2 separate regions of the Arachis hypogaea genome follow, and region 2 is linked to region 1. Evidence: chromatin contacts called from public Hi-C data. All regions are on one chromosome and are shown on one strand. Each heading gives the region's core, a stretch centred on a gene start, on an enhancer-like site or on the middle of the called end of the contact. The rest is flanking DNA. Distances are from core to core; before and after follow the strand shown.

Region 1 (3,271 bases), core at 460-2,959:
AAAAGTGTGAGGGCCATAAGTCCACCCATTCAACAAATGCGTCAATCCACAAAGAACAATGAAGGCAATGAACTGTATAAGCACCCATTTGAAAGGAACATTTGTGCAACTTATGAAGTAAAGAAGCTCAATGGGGATTGAGAAGTATGCCACAGCAATCAAGAAATCCCCAACTCTCTGGCATTCTAGAATGCTCTCAATAGTCCACAAGCTAGATTCATCATCACAGTTGCATCTTGGAAATCCATTATCTGTTGTTGTTGCAGATACAGTTACCCATAAGAGGAGTGAGCAAATCAACAAGAACCAAGATGCCACTGCTTTTAACATTGATACCAATATATATATGTAGTTCTTGATCTTCAATCCATCTAAGCATATGTCACATATGTAAATTAATTGGCCATAGCTAGAAATCAAAGAAAAAATCTTCCAACAATTTCCTCAAATTGCCTTGACCTGCCAACAAAGCTAAGTAAGATCCAAAGATGGAAAAAACAAAATATGAGATCCTTAAAAAAGGGGAAGGGAAAAAGTAAAAAGACACAATTCTATGACTTTTTTGTTTCACTTCTCTCACTCTTGTGATTTCAGGTTCAACCTTGGTTCATTGTTTCAATCTTATATAGCACCTTATGGATTGGAATGGCATGAATCGGTGAATAACACAGTTGTCAACAGATAAAGATGGCATTCCCCATCAACAAAAAATGCAAATAATTTAAAATTAAAAAAAAAACATATACAAAAAAAATATATAAGGGATATAAAAAATAAAAAACAAAAAGAATAAAAGAATCAAGGAAATCTAGGCTATTACAAAACCTGGGGGGAAGGCAAAGTCCAAAAAAAAACTATTAAAAAAATCAAAAGTCCAACAACAACGTGTAAGAACTAAGAGCTCTCCCCGAAAAATAAAAAATAACAAAATAAAACCAAAAAAATAAAGAAGCATAATAAAACCCTGTAATGCAGAGCAAAAATAGAGTACCTGAAGAACCATATCTCCTTGAATGCAATCAAATATTCCAGCTTCACATCAGATCTTACCCCTTTTGTGGAACACCAAAATCAAAACTTCAGTTATAGAAACATCAAAGGATCACTCCATCTCCACCACCATCACCACCACCACCATGGGTACCACCAAAGTCCATTGCTTTAGAACAACGTTAAGTGCACCACCATTGAGAACAAAAACAAGTAGAAAGAGCACACACCCAACAACACCAAAATGAAAAAGAACCCGTCTTTATCGTTCAACGACAAGAAGATCAAGATGAAGAAGGAGGAGGAGGAGGGGTTGCTATAAGAGGAAAGCGAGTTGGAGGCTTTTTGTTGAAAAAGGCTTTTGTGTTGAAACGAAAGGAAAGAAGAAATAGATTATTGGGAGAGAAAGAGAGAGAGAATCTTTATGAAGGGTTAGAGAGAGTGAGTATTCTCCATTTTCCAACAATGAGAAACCAGAAAAGAAAACCATGAAAGGAAAGGGAGAAGAGAAGCGCCGTTGTTTCTTGGAAGAAAAAGGAGGTGAGCTGGATTTGAGAGAGAGAAAGAGGGTCCCACATCGTTAACATGAAGAGAACTTAGACGCTCTCAAGAACCAAAACGTCCTCCTCACACCAAAATACATTTGTTTTATTTTTCTCTCACTGCTCTTTCCTTTTCAGTTTTCTGTTCCTCTCTCTCCTCTATTTTATAAAAACGCTCATGTTCTACGTACAAGCGTCTTTTATATAATAAATTCAAATATTCAATCAACTTGACGTAAGTTGAACAAACAAAAATTTTGCAGCACAAAACTTTTTAATAAAAATATAAAATTTATTGATATAGTTTAAATTTATTGATATAATATAAAATTTTTTGTATAAAACACCATTTTTATCGATATTGTATAAAAATTTTTCACATAATATAAAATATTTTTATATAGTACGTAAATTTTTTGTTCATAATACATAAATTTTTATTGTGAATATATTTTATTTTGTTAATTAAATGAGTCAATATTTTAAATACGTGGTCTTTTAAAATTTTTTGTATTGCACACTAAAATTTTTATGTTACACACTAATATTTTGAACATGTGATCTTTTAAAAATTTTTATGTTGTATATTAAAATTTCTGTGATATTCATTAAAATTTATGTATTATTGATCAAAATTTTTGTGTTTTAATTTTCTAAATATTTATAAGAGAAAAAGATGATAAAGACGACAAAAACGATGATGATGATGATGATAATAATAATAATAATAATAAAGGAAGATGAAGAGGGAAAAAAAGAGGAAAAGAAATTAAACAACAACAATGATAGCAAGGATGACGGCTATAGTAATAGCAGTGACGAAGATAAAGGAAAGAGGAGAAGAACCAGGAAGAAGAGTAACAGAAAGAAAAAGAAGTAGTGCCCAATGACTTGGTTGAAACTTACTTTAAAAAACATGCCTAGTTTTATTGTTTAAAAAATATTATGTGTGTACTAACTAAATCAATCATTATATATTTGTATATAAATATATATTATTTAATTCATTTTTAATATGTACTTTATATTTTAATATATATTTTATATTAGTAGTTTATTTTGGTGTACACTTATTATAATTGTTATTTTTATTCTTATATTGTATATTTTAATTAGGATAAAGTATTGTTGAGAATAAGTAGTATGATCAATTCAATCTATCATGTGTCAAATAATTTGTTATTGTTATTATATGTATTTGTTGGTTTACGAATTTTTGCTCGACCAGAGAATCAACAAGATAAAAAAAGACCGCAACCAGGAATCATCAGCATATGTGCTATGTTGAGTGTATAAACGGGGAAGATGTCATCTTTACTGGTTAATGACTCGACTCAAAAGCAAAGTATAAGGAAAGTATCAAGATGAGTAAAAAAAAAAAAACCTATATAGTCATGTTCTTAGAGCAGAAGTACATGTTTCGACACAACACAATTGAAAACTTATGAATAAGAGGTCGATAAAACTTAGAAGTTTAAAAAAGTAAATCTAATGAAGTCGAAGACAAGACAATTATCACGTGTTTTAAGTGCTAAAGTGGAGTGCTCATAATCGCTATAGACGTAAGTTACTTTGCTTGCAAATTAAGTTATAACCAGAACGCAGGATATGATTTAAGGAGTAAGGATAAGGAGTGGAACATAGGACAGAAGGGTGCTTAAGGAATAAGAAAATAGAGTTATAAGAGTGGTCTATAAATTGAGAAAGAATAGAATCAGAAAAGGGAACTTTAATTCAAC
Region 2 (3,260 bases), core at 393-2,892, 71 kb after region 1:
AATAATAAGGATAGATAATTTATTATTTATATTAGTTTTTAAAAAATTTTATTAATCATATTAATTCTTAAAAACTATAATTATAAATTAAATCAATTCTTCTATTTATTAAATAATGATATATCATATTAAATAGAATAACACTTACGTGATACATTATTATCTAATAGATAAAAAGACTAATTTAACTTATAATTATATTTTTTAAAAATTAATATGATTAATAAAATTTTTCAAAGATTAATTTAAAAAATAAAAATTTTAACTGATGAATTTAAATATTAACCCTAAAAAGATAATAATACTGTTCCCATTTTTAATAATATTATTCCATCATAATTTATTTTAATTATATATTTACATAAATTAATATAGAAAATAATATTATCAAAATAGAAATAAAAATACATTTCTTAATACATAATAAGCGAAATTATTATTTTGAATTTTAAATGATTATTTACTGAATATGTGACATTTATTAACTTTTATGAATTCACTATATATACGTGTTTATTTTGTTTATTTTTTAAAACTAAATCTATTATCAGAATGTTTTTTTTAAATGTTAATATATATCTTTTAGTTATAAGAAACTAAATTAATATAACAAATATTTTAAGAATCAAAACAACAAGATGTTTATAATCTAGATTCTAGAAAACCTCGCAATCTATTAATAGTAGCAACCTTATTCCCCCGCTCTCTCAAAGAAAAAAAAAGCAGCTATATTGAGCCTCTTTCAGTCATTTGGAAAAATTTTGTTAATGAAGGAAATAGTGCATTGGTCAAATAATGTAAATTGAACCAAGACTGAATGTGTCATTAAGTGGCATCTAGCAATGAGAATCACCTCGGAGGAATGGTTAAGAATCCTTTTACAGGACGAAACCGACTATAATGTGTGGTTGATGTTCCGAATGTGACCCGCAAGTCCAATCCGGTGCGGCCCAAATGGGATTAATCACTCCCAAAAGGTCGTCTCCTCAGACTCCGGACACTATATCCATAATCATTTTTTGAAATTTGAAAAGTAAAACCCTAACATCTCTTTATTTTTTTTTGGTGACTTCCTAACATCTCTTTAGAAAGATAAGTTTACACATTCTATAAAATTGGAATCCCACCGCTCCTTAGGTACGAACAACTCTACTCTAGAATACTGATCTCTTACTTCTTTAGCTCTCTCTGACTTGAGCATTACAGTGTTATTGTACATATTATCTCTACGTTGTTTCCAAAATTTGTTTAACCTGCTCGCCTGGCTCAATAAGTTCCCGTCAACCATCCATCAACAGATTAGGTAATCCTTTGGACCCAGCTGAACATTGACATCGTTTGTGGAGAACCTCTTGATTATAGGCTACATGGTCGGCGACTCCGAAAAGCCTCTCCTGACCCACCCAAAATCAAACCACCACCAAAACCTAAATCAACACACCCCAACCAAGAACCGAAAAGAACAGGGCCCATGGGGCCATAGAAAGGTAGCTAGTATGGTCCACACAAAAAGTAACCTCGAGCCAACCGAGGCAACAATCGCATAAAGATGATCGATGGTCAAATGGCAGCAGGTCATTTGTCGGTCTAGGCAAGAACAAGAACCACATAATCCAAGATTTTTGACATCGAGTCCAAACTTTGGAAGGAAGAATTGCCACTAATGAGCACTATCAGCCATAACACACAAGCGAGACGGTCTCACAGACAGCATCTCAAAAAGACTCGAGAGCAAGATCTCTAAATAAACGCCACGAAAGACGAAGAGATTACAACTATTCCTGAGAAACCATAAACCCCTAAATTCTAAACCTGAAACGGTAATAATAAAAAATCTCAAAGGGACCCCAAACAAAAGAGGAATGAGCATGCAGTGATGGGAGCAGCCCCTTCACCGAAAAAATCCTGAAAGTCAGACTACTGAAAATCTTTAACAAACCGATTGAAATGAAATACAATGGCACCAAGGATCCTCAGGAACACATAACCACATTCGAGGCAAGAGGATGAATCTCGAAGGAGCACGGACGTTGTCTGGTGTTGCGCTTTCCCGAAAACCCCATCCAGAGCAGGCATCAAATGGTTTAACGTGTTACCAAAAGTCTCGATCACATGCTTTAACAACATATCAAAAATGTTTTTAGCACAATTCACCACACGGATTGCCAAAGCTAAGCATCCAATCAACTTGCTAGGAATCACCCAACGGCTCGATGAGTCAATAAGTAAATATTTAGACAGATTCAACAATGAATGCCTAGAAATTGACAAATTGACAGATTCGATCGCAAGTCTCTGTTTGACCAATAGGCTGATGAAAAGAAGCATTTGACGACAAAACCAGTCTGGACAATACAAGAAATTCAGAGCATAGCTCGAAAATACATCAATGATGAAAAGGTTAGCCAAGTCGTGAATGCTAATAAATGGTAACACAACAATACGACACCTCAGAACAACCCAAGCTAGCTACACAAAGAAGTGCACAAAGAGCACATAAAACCTTTTGCCCCAGGCCGACCACCCGAAGTCAAAAGTTCATAAACTATACCCCATTATTGGCTCCTATCGCAGAAGTATATCAACAAATTACAGAAAGGGGAGTCCTTCCATAGCCCAGACAACTAAAAGCGTGCACGAGATGCAATAAAAGCCTATATTGCGATTACTACAAAGGTTATAGGCACAAAAGTCAAGATTGCTTCGACCTCAAGAACACATTAGAATAGGCCATCAGAGATGGCAAGCTTTCCAAAAGCACAAAAAGAGAAAGATCACCATAACAAGAAGGATGAAACCCGCGAGGAATCAAGACCATATCCCAGGAAGGCCCCATAGGAGACCTAACAATAGTAGTAAATGTCATCACGGGTAAAAATGCCCAAGAGAAATCCAAATCAGTACTAAAAGAAGACCTTCAGATTTTGTACGTCGCCCTAAGAAAAAGGAAACCCCCAACCAGAATGCTAGTGATCAACTTCAATCCCGAAGACTATCAGAACGACACATCAGACGAAGACGCGCCATTCATCATCTCAGCAAAAGTTAGAACAGGATAGTTAAACACATCCTGAATGACGTGAGAGCGGACTCCAATATCATTTTCTGAGAAGAATTTGATAGGTTAGGCCTACGAAATGCAAACTTGCAAAGCCAGTTAACCGAGGTAACAAGCCTCGGAGACAATTTCATTAAACTTCATGGCTCGGTGATTTTGCTGATCACAATGGGATCTAGAGTACAAAAGAAAATCGTGATTT

The links. A called contact is a pair of places that touch in the nucleus more often than the background predicts.
Region 2: a contact with region 1 is called in a Hi-C map of leaf, with 1.9 times the contacts expected there. The contact joins the enhancer-like site here to the promoter of LOC112776836 in region 1.

Annotation. Positions count from the first base shown.
Region 1 is chr19:130,561,037-130,564,307 of arahy.Tifrunner.gnm2.J5K5, forward strand. It overlaps LOC112776836 (ethylene receptor 2), which reads right to left and starts at 1,710. Exons shown (of 3, transcript XM_025821098.3): 1 at 992-1,710; 2 at 1-459. The coding sequence starts at 330.
Region 2 is chr19:130,631,954-130,635,213 of arahy.Tifrunner.gnm2.J5K5, forward strand. No RefSeq gene overlaps it. Among protein-coding and RNA genes, the nearest start is that of LOC112776579, 18 kb to the right of the region's middle. Within about 2 kb of position 1,643, at least 3 of the 3 cell types and tissues checked have open chromatin away from gene starts, as enhancers often do.